Regions from separate parts of the Sus scrofa genome. Here regions 2 and 3 are each linked to region 1. Evidence: chromatin contacts called from public Hi-C data. All regions are on one chromosome and are shown on one strand. Each heading gives the region's core, a stretch centred on a gene start, on an enhancer-like site or on the middle of the called end of the contact. The rest is flanking DNA. Distances are from core to core; before and after follow the strand shown. Region 1 holds the start of NUBP1 (nucleotide binding protein 1). Region 2 holds the start of RMI2 (recQ-mediated genome instability protein 2). Region 3 has its middle 18 kb from the start of RMI2.

Evidence for each region. A called contact is a pair of places that touch in the nucleus more often than the background predicts.
Region 2: a contact with region 1 is called in a Hi-C map of retroperitoneal adipose tissue, with 2.3 times the contacts expected there. The contact joins the promoter of RMI2 here to the promoter of NUBP1 in region 1. A contact is called at or near these places in 3 of 47 Hi-C or Micro-C datasets (embryonic fibroblasts, heart right ventricle and retroperitoneal adipose tissue) and 1 of 2 datasets of contacts at active chromatin or transcription factors (alveolar macrophages).
Region 3: a Hi-C map of subcutaneous adipose tissue shows a contact between it and region 1, with 2.0 times the contacts expected there. The contact joins the enhancer-like site here to the promoter of NUBP1 in region 1. A contact is called at or near these places in 4 of 47 Hi-C or Micro-C datasets (embryonic fibroblasts, heart right ventricle, retroperitoneal adipose tissue and 1 more).

The regions. Positions count from the first base shown.
Region 1 is chr3:32,330,407-32,333,106 of Sscrofa11.1, reverse strand. It overlaps NUBP1 (nucleotide binding protein 1), which reads left to right and starts at 1,305. Exons shown (of 11, transcript NM_001243382.1): 1 at 1,305-1,360; 2 at 1,445-1,549. The coding sequence starts at 1,342.
Region 2 is chr3:31,813,480-31,816,179 of Sscrofa11.1, reverse strand. It overlaps RMI2 (recQ-mediated genome instability protein 2), which reads left to right and starts at 1,311. Exons shown (of 2, transcript XM_003124595.4): 1 at 1,311-1,650. The coding sequence starts at 1,347.
Region 3 is chr3:31,795,311-31,798,010 of Sscrofa11.1, reverse strand. No RefSeq gene overlaps it. Among named protein-coding and RNA genes, the nearest start is that of RMI2, 18 kb to the left of the region's middle. Within about 2 kb of position 1,405, at least 9 of the 83 cell types and tissues checked have an H3K27ac peak or open chromatin away from gene starts, as enhancers often do. A contact at or near this core is called in subcutaneous adipose tissue, where this site is marked.

The sequences.
Region 1 (2,700 bases), core at 56-2,555:
AAAATGAGTTTCTATATCCTTAATGCCTGAGGCAGGAGGACGTTTGTTCACTCTTTAAAATTTGTCCCAAACCTGTAAGCAGTGACACGCCAGTAGTAATGAGCACACTGAGTATCCACATTTTGATTTCTAAACACCATTCTTGGATCCGGTGTTGCCGTGAGCTGTGGTGTAGGTCACAGACACGGCTCAGATCTGGCATTGCTATGGCTCTGGTGCCCTCAGCTTCAGCTCCAATTCGACCTGCAGCCCGGGAACCTCCATGTGCTGGGTGTGCAGCCCTAACAAGACAAAAAATAAACACCATTCTCCAGGAAAAGCAACGAGGGGGTCCTTGGAGCAATAGCTGGAGCAAATAGAAGGGGAACCTGCACAGTCTTACTGTGTTGGAAAGAACAAGCACAAAGATGTTGGATTAGTGTCCGTAACACAGGACCTGGCTTGACTAGGCTTCACGGGCTAAACTGACGGAGGGGAGTAAGAAATTGACCAGAGAGAATAATGTATTAAATATAGAATATTTTAAAGGTCCGTGAGTCTCAAAAAGGGCGGGGAGGAATCTCTTATTTACTGAGGAATGGCAGTTAATTAACTCAGATAATAGATAATGACAGAACTGAGAAAAAGCACAATTTTGCAAACACCTATGTAACCCATCCAGGTAAGAATGATGCTAAAACCATTGAGTGAAAGGTTGATTGAGAACAGGATATTCACATGATCTTAATGGATCACCCCCAGAGAGTCTCTATTAATTACAAATGGAAAACGGTACCATTCCCTGGAGAAAGAGGACACACACCATCTTGATCAAGTGATCAAGCCCTCACATCACCAATAACGACGTCCACTGATTGGCATTATGTGCTTCTGCTGTGATACAAAGGTAAGAACATTCTGCTAAAAACTTTAACCTGAATCTAACGGGGGAGTGGGAGTGGGAGGAGGCGGAGGCGGCGGGCTCTTCAAAAGAAATTGGAGCGAACAAAAGATAAAGTGCGACTTGGGGGTGGAGCCCTATTTGGAACAGCCGAGTAAATGAATAGTGTGCCAACAATTTTGCAGCAATGTCAAATCTCTCGGGTATGAAAATGGCACCGATGTCATGTAGGATAACGCCTTTGTTCCTAGGAGATACCTACTAAAGTGCTTGGGATAGATCTCTGCAGCTCAATTTTAAAAGGAACAGAAACGCCTCAAGCTCCCGACCACAGGATTTGCGGTACACACGCCCTCTCGCTGAGATTTATTTCGCGCAGCTGGAGGATCAGATTGGGCGCCTCGAGGCGGAAATACGCAACGGCAGTTTCCGGTGACCGCAGAGGCGTCCAAAGCAGCAGAATGGAGGAGGTACCGCACGGTGAGCGCGCGGAAGCGGGGGTTGGGGGAGTGGCGGGACTGACAAGACAGGAGCCACTTGAATGGTGATCTTTTCTCCGTGCAGACTGTCCCGGGACCGGCAGTGCCCAGGCGGGTCGAGGGGCTTCATGTCAGGGGTGTCCGAACCAGCGGCTATGCGCTTCTGGAGCTGGTGCCGCGCCGGACCCGGGTAAGCAAGGGCGCGACTTGAACAGGAAGGGGACATCGCTGTCCCGGAAGAGGCGGGGCGTGTGGGTGGGGGTGGTTATGGGTTGGGGACCTGAAGGTTGAGTGACAGGGGCAGGGCCCAGGGAGGCGAAACGAGGAAGCGTCTTCAGAGTAAGGGGCGGGGCTTTAGGAATGAGTGACAGGAGCGAGACCCAGAGGGGCGGGGCACTTTAAAGGCGGGGAACATTGGGCGGATGGCTTCTGATACCTTGTCTGGGTGGAATCCAGAGGGGTTTTAGCAGGGCTGCCGGTGAGGGGTGGGTGGGGCCAGAGGTTTGAGTGACAGTAACTAGAAGTGGTCGGGAGGAGGCGGTCACCCCAAGGAACCGGGAGTGATTGAAGTTGGGTAGTTAGGGCTTAAATCTTAGCTTCACCAGCTGCTCTCTTTGGACAAACTTTTCCTTCTTTTGAGGAGCGATTCTTCCATTAATTCAACAAAAGTACGTGTCAATCACTTGAAGGCGCGGTGCTCCATGCTGGGGAATCAGTTGTGAAAGAGGTAGATGAGATCACTAGGGAAAGTGTGTTTAATAGGGGAGACCCACAGTAACCACATCAGCACAGTAGTAAATACTGCGAAAGAGAAACTGAAGAGTGAGAGCCTACTGAGATCTTAAAAAGCAGGCTAGGGGAAGAATTTTGAAGGAATTCAAAGAGAGACGCGGGTTTGATTCTTGGGACCACTGCACATAGTGTGACTGTGCAACAGTCTTAACCTTTTTGAGCCTCCATTCCCTCATCAAAAATGGAGAAAAAAATAGGAGTTTCTGTCATGGCTCATCGGAAACAAATCCGACTAGTATCCATGAGGACGCTGGTTTGTTCCCTGACCTTGCTCAGTTGGTTGCGGACCTGGCGTTGCCATGAGCTGAGGTGTCTGTCGCAGACATGGCTTGGATCCCGAGTTGATGTGGCTGTGGTGCAGGCTGGCAGCTGCATCTCCAATTCGACCCCTAGCCTGGGAACTTGCATATGTCACGGGTGGGGCCCTAAAAAGGACAAAAAAAAAAAAAGAAAGAAAAAATCAAGCATTGTGTTTAGGATTTGAAATGGGATGAGATAATGAAAGCATAGTAAATGATAGTCATCTGTGACAGGTACTGATTAAGTGCC
Region 2 (2,700 bases), core at 62-2,561, 520 kb after region 1:
GTTATAAGCTGGGCACTGATGTGTTCAGACGTGTGTTTTGGAAAGTTCACTCTGCCAGCAACACATCATGGAGTTGGAGGATCTGAAGGCCAAGAGAATGGTGGGAAATTCCCAGGCCTTTACTCCAGCTCCCTTCCCCATCGCTTTCCTGACCTTCAGAGGCCTTAGAGAAGGCCAGTGATGACCCACCAGGCTTGAAGGGGTGGGATTCTCTCTTGGTTAAAACCCTTGCTTCTTTTCAAGTTAGGAGCCTGGTTACCTTAAACTTAGGGCTGAGATATAGAGGCCAGGACCCCACAGAGGCTACTGCCAGAGGGACTGGCAAGCCACCAGCTTCTGTGAGCCTGTTTCCCCACCTTTGTAGAACAGTCCTTATAGGGTGTGTTGAGGGGGGTACATGGGTTTCTCATGACAAAGCTCTTAGGACAGAGCCGAGCTTAATTATGTCTTGGCTGTTTTAAAAACTGAGCTCTTACTGAATACTCTCTGTAAATCTGGTATTGCTAGAGGCCTAGGGAGGACAGTCTCCTGACAACTGGTCTTGATTTAAAAGATTGCTTGGTTTAGGTTGTGGATTTTGCTGATTGGGACCATGCAATTTTTTAGGAAGTAATTTTGAAACATGTGCAGAAAGATTTAGCTGTAAAAATCACTAAATCCTATTAGTGATTTATAAAGTGAAAAATTGGAAATAGCCTAATGTCCACCTATAGAATACTGATTGGTTAGATATTCTAGGGACAAATAGAACCTCATGCAGACAAGCAGATGATGAGACAAACAGAATCTTATGCAGTCAGTCAAGAGGAAGCAGAGAGATAGTTGCTGATATGGGAAGATGTTTATTATTAAGTAAAAGCACTATACAAAACAATATTTGTGTATAAAAATATAAATAAACATATATATTTAAAAACTCATACAGCCTTATCTCTCAACTCAATTCTCGATTCCTCTCAATAAACATGCCTCATCATGGCAACTATTCATTTCAGTATTTTCTAGTATTTTTTGGCCCCAGAGAACCGCTCTATGCTAGGCGATGTAAAGATGAATACTCACATTCTCCAGGTGACTTGCGTGCATGCCTAATTTTGAGGTGCGTGGAAACAAGGAGTTCTTTACTTCTCCTTCATTCATTTTTTTTCTCTTCTAATTCATTTCATCCATTCGTTCCCGGCTTGGGGGCGTTTATTTACTTTACATACGCATGCGCACTCTGGGGGCCGCGCGGTCTGGTGGCCCCGCCCCTCGGCGCCGCTCATTGGTCGGCCCCGGCTGCGCGCCCCTGATTGGTGGCCGCGGATCAGGCGCTATCAAAGTTGGCGGGAAAGCGGCGGGGCAGAATGGCGGCAGCGGCGTCCACGGACTCGTCTTCCGGCGGCGGCCCTGGGGCCGTGAGGCTGCCGCGGTCGCCGCCGCTCAAGGTGCTGGCGGAGCAGCTGCGGCGCGACGCGGAGGGCGGCCCGGGAGCGTGGCGGCTGTCGCGGGCGGCGGCGGGGCGCGAACCGCTGGAGCTGGCGGCCGTGTGGATGCAGGGCACGGTGGAGACGGCGGGCGGCGGTGAGGCGCGGCTGCGGGACCCGAGCGGGGCCTTCTCGGTGCGCGGCCTGGAACGGGTGCCGCGTGGGCGGCCTTGCCTCGTGCCAGGTAATGGCCGGGTTCGAACCCGCGGATGACCCTCTCGGTTTGTACCGCCCAAGGGCGGGGCCTGGTCTTTACCTCGCTGGTCCCCCGCCTGAATACCCTTCCTTCCTGCTCTTCTCCAGCTAAGCGCCACCCAAGCTGTTCTGATGATAAGCATCACCTGCTGCCCCGTTCAAAGTAAATTACAGGTCTTTCTTGGACGCCACGAGCCCTGCATCTGTGTTTGTAACAACACTCCCCTCCCTAGGGGTGATTCCTCCTCCTCCCACCCCTGTCACATTTTGGAATAATCACAGTGGGGAACTTGTGTTCATCCTTAAGGTCTGGACTCAGAGTGTACCTTGATTAAGGAAGCTCTCCTGAACCCCAGGAATGAGGAGTCCTGTTGTACCCCTCCTTCATGGAGCTGTCTTGAGCCTTAGTTCACTGTTTCCTTTATTTGTTTATTTATTTATCCATCCTTTTTAGGGCTGCCCCTGAGGCATATGGAAGTTCCCAGGCTAGGGGTCTATTGGGAGCTACAGCTGCTGGCCACAGCCACAGCCACGCCGGATCCGAGCTGCGTAGCTCACGGCAACACCGGCACCTTAATCCAGTTAGCAAGGTCGGGGGGATTGAACCTCAACCTCATGGTTCCTAAACCTCAAGATTCCTAGTTGGATTTGTTTCCGCTGAGCCACGACGGGAACTCCCCTGCCGTTTCCTTTTAAACCAGTGGTGCGCAAACTTACCCTGAGGGCTTGTTAAAACCTTTGATGACTGGGCGCCAGCCTCAGAGTTTCAGAGACTGTAGATCTGGGTGGGGCTGAGAATTTGCATTTCTAACCAGCTCCCAGGGCCTATGGGCGCCACTGGCCTGGGGGGTCACACTTTGAGAAATACTGAGCCAGACTACGGCAGGGTGGGGACTGTCTTTCTGACCCCTATTCTCAGCAGGAGGTTGAGCTTCCCGCCCCTGACCCTTTCTGACTGAGCTCCCTGGAGCACTTCGCTTAATCTTTCTGGACCTCTTTCCAAAGGGGAAATTCCTGCCTATGTGTGGATTCAGTACAT
Region 3 (2,700 bases), core at 156-2,655, 540 kb after region 1:
AGCTGCTGGGCGCTGACAGCCATCCTGCAAACCCCGTCTGTACACCCCTGGGAGGTGCCTGGACACCGACCAAAAGGATGGTCAGATCTTGTTCGGCTCAGGACAGGCCACTTAGAGTAACACTGTAAGGACAGAGTGGGTCCTGTGCCTTCCGGGAGTTTTTAGCCCCAAACGCTTATAACACAGGCCCCAGTCGTTTGGCCCCGGCCCCTCTCCTTACTCTTGATGCCACAGTTGTGAGACCCTTTCTTGCCCAGTCGGGCTGCCAACCTGAGGGTAGCCTCGGGCAGGTTACTGAGCTGTTTAAGGCTCCATGAGGAAGTGGCAGTGATTCTAGTTCGAGGGATGGGTCTTCCTGGAAGGGGCTCCATGGCTGGTCAGCTCCTTGTTTTATGGAAACTCTGACCTGTTTGAGTCACCTGAGAACCTTCGTCAAATGGCTCTGAAGCTACGTAATTTGGGGGGCCCAGTATAAAATGGAAATGCAGGGCCCCTCAGTCAAAAGTTAAGGTTCAAGATGGTGACAGCACCAGGAAAGTGGGGGAGTGCTTCGGAGGGCAGGGCCTTGGCGGATACTTGGCTCACCCATGAAGCTGGCCCTGGGCCGGGGTGAGCGCACAAAGCAGCCAGCTGGTCCGTAGCACGTGCATGACTTTGGTCTGCTCCCCTCTGGATGAGCTGACTTACCTCTTTTCTAGACTGTTGGCTGGGGAGAAGCCCCCGCGCTGAGCAGAGCCGAGAGAGGGCCGAGTGTGACATGGCAGTGACAAAGAAGGGGCGGGTTTCCAGGCAGCATCTTTGCTCTAGAACACGAAGTCCCTGAGCATGGCCGCCTGGACTGCTCCTCTGTCACAGGGTTCAAAGTAAAACCAGACAACGATGCGTTACAGCCTTCACTCCCCAAGTCAATATTTTCCCAAAGCTCCCCCCGCCCCAATTCATCCTACCTGTGATTTGGGATCACACATCTTTCGTTACTGCCATGGGGGAACATGGACCAAATGGTTGAACTTCAAAAGCAAATCCAGTATTGTCATGGCCAGGGAAGGCTAAACTAAAGCATGGTAAAGGACTTGTTTCCTGGGTCTTTGGTCCTCGGCCCGGGGCATTCCTGCTGATGACTTGCCCATGGCCAACCTTTGTGAACACCTAAACTTTTCCCGTCTTCAGTGAGATTTCAAAATAAACTTAAATTGGCTGGAAAAGGACAGTCCGACTGGAGAGTAATTTTTTAGCCCAAGAGAATGGGCCAGAGGTTGCTAAGGCAACTATTGTTTGCAAAAGTTGGCTTATATAAATTATTGGCAAAAAAAGAAAAGCAGCGCCATTTTATTCTCTCTCTGGTAAACAGGAAGGGAAGGCTGTTACTGGGTAAAGTGAGTCATGGTGTGTGGGAGGCTCACATCCAATGGGGGCTGAGGGATTCTTCTCTCTCTGTAGTTGGGGCCCTGTTCTCATTTACCTGCCAGGCTTAAAAGTCAGACAAAGGCCTTTTATCTGGTTGGGTAGGAGCAGACAAAAGATTTTCTTGGTGAGTGCACAGGAGAAGAAGTCTGCAGAAACCGAAAGAAATTTCCTTTTCTTTCTTTTGGAAAAAAAGCCTTTGTTTCTATGATGAAATCAAAATATCATTTGCGGTGCTTTCCTTCACCTACTAGTCTTTCTTAAAGAACTGAGATATAATTTCCATAACATAAAACTCATCAAATTGTGCCATTCAGTGGGATTGTGTGTGTGTGTGTGTGTGTGTGTGTGTGTGTGTATTCACAAGCATGAGCAACCATCATACTAATTCCAGAACCTTTTCCTCAGTCCTAAAAAGAAACTCCCTACCCATGAGTATCCCCCCGCCACCGCCCCAATCCTCCCATCCCCCTGATGTCCTGACAACCACGAATCTACTTTCGGTCTCTATGGTTTTATCTACTCTGGACGTTTCATATGTATGGTATCATGGAATTTTGTGTCTGGCTTCTGTTAACCTAAATCAAATTTAAAAAACCCCAGCCAATTATTTTACCAGTAAAATAGCTTTATTCAGGAACAGCAAAGAGTTAGAATTCAGGACATGCAACATATGGCCAACCATGGTCAAGTGTAGAGAACACAAGAAAGGCACATTCTTTTGTAGATGAGAAAGGGGAGCTGAGAGGAGTTGTTACAAACAGAGAGTTCATTGGAGGAAACTGGGAGTTTGAAGTGTAGTGGCTTTTCATTGGTTGAATTGTGACAGTCTCTCATTAGCTGAGCTGTTGCTAGGTGAGGAGAAAATCTTCCTCTTTCAGAGGTAGTAAAGTTTAGCATGGAGATACAGGGTACATCTCTTCCTATTGGGTCAGGAATTGACATTGAGTAGCAGGATGTAAGAACTCCCTCTTCTGGTCTCCTGACACCATTTTTTAAATGAGGTTTCTGTTTGTTTTCACACTTCTTTCACTCAACCTAATATTTTCATGGTCCATCTGTTTTGTAGCACGTGTCAGTGCTTCATATCTTTTGATGACAGAATTATACTCCATTTCATGGAAAGACAATAATTTGTTCTTTCGTGATTCAATCAGTGGGCATTTGGTTGTTTCTAGTTTTTGGAAAGAGGGACTTCCTAACAACAAAACTGCAGGATTCCCAGAGCTGGACCTGGACCTGGCTCCTAGGAAACAGAAACAATTATCTGGAAGTTAGAAAAAAAAATAGTACAGA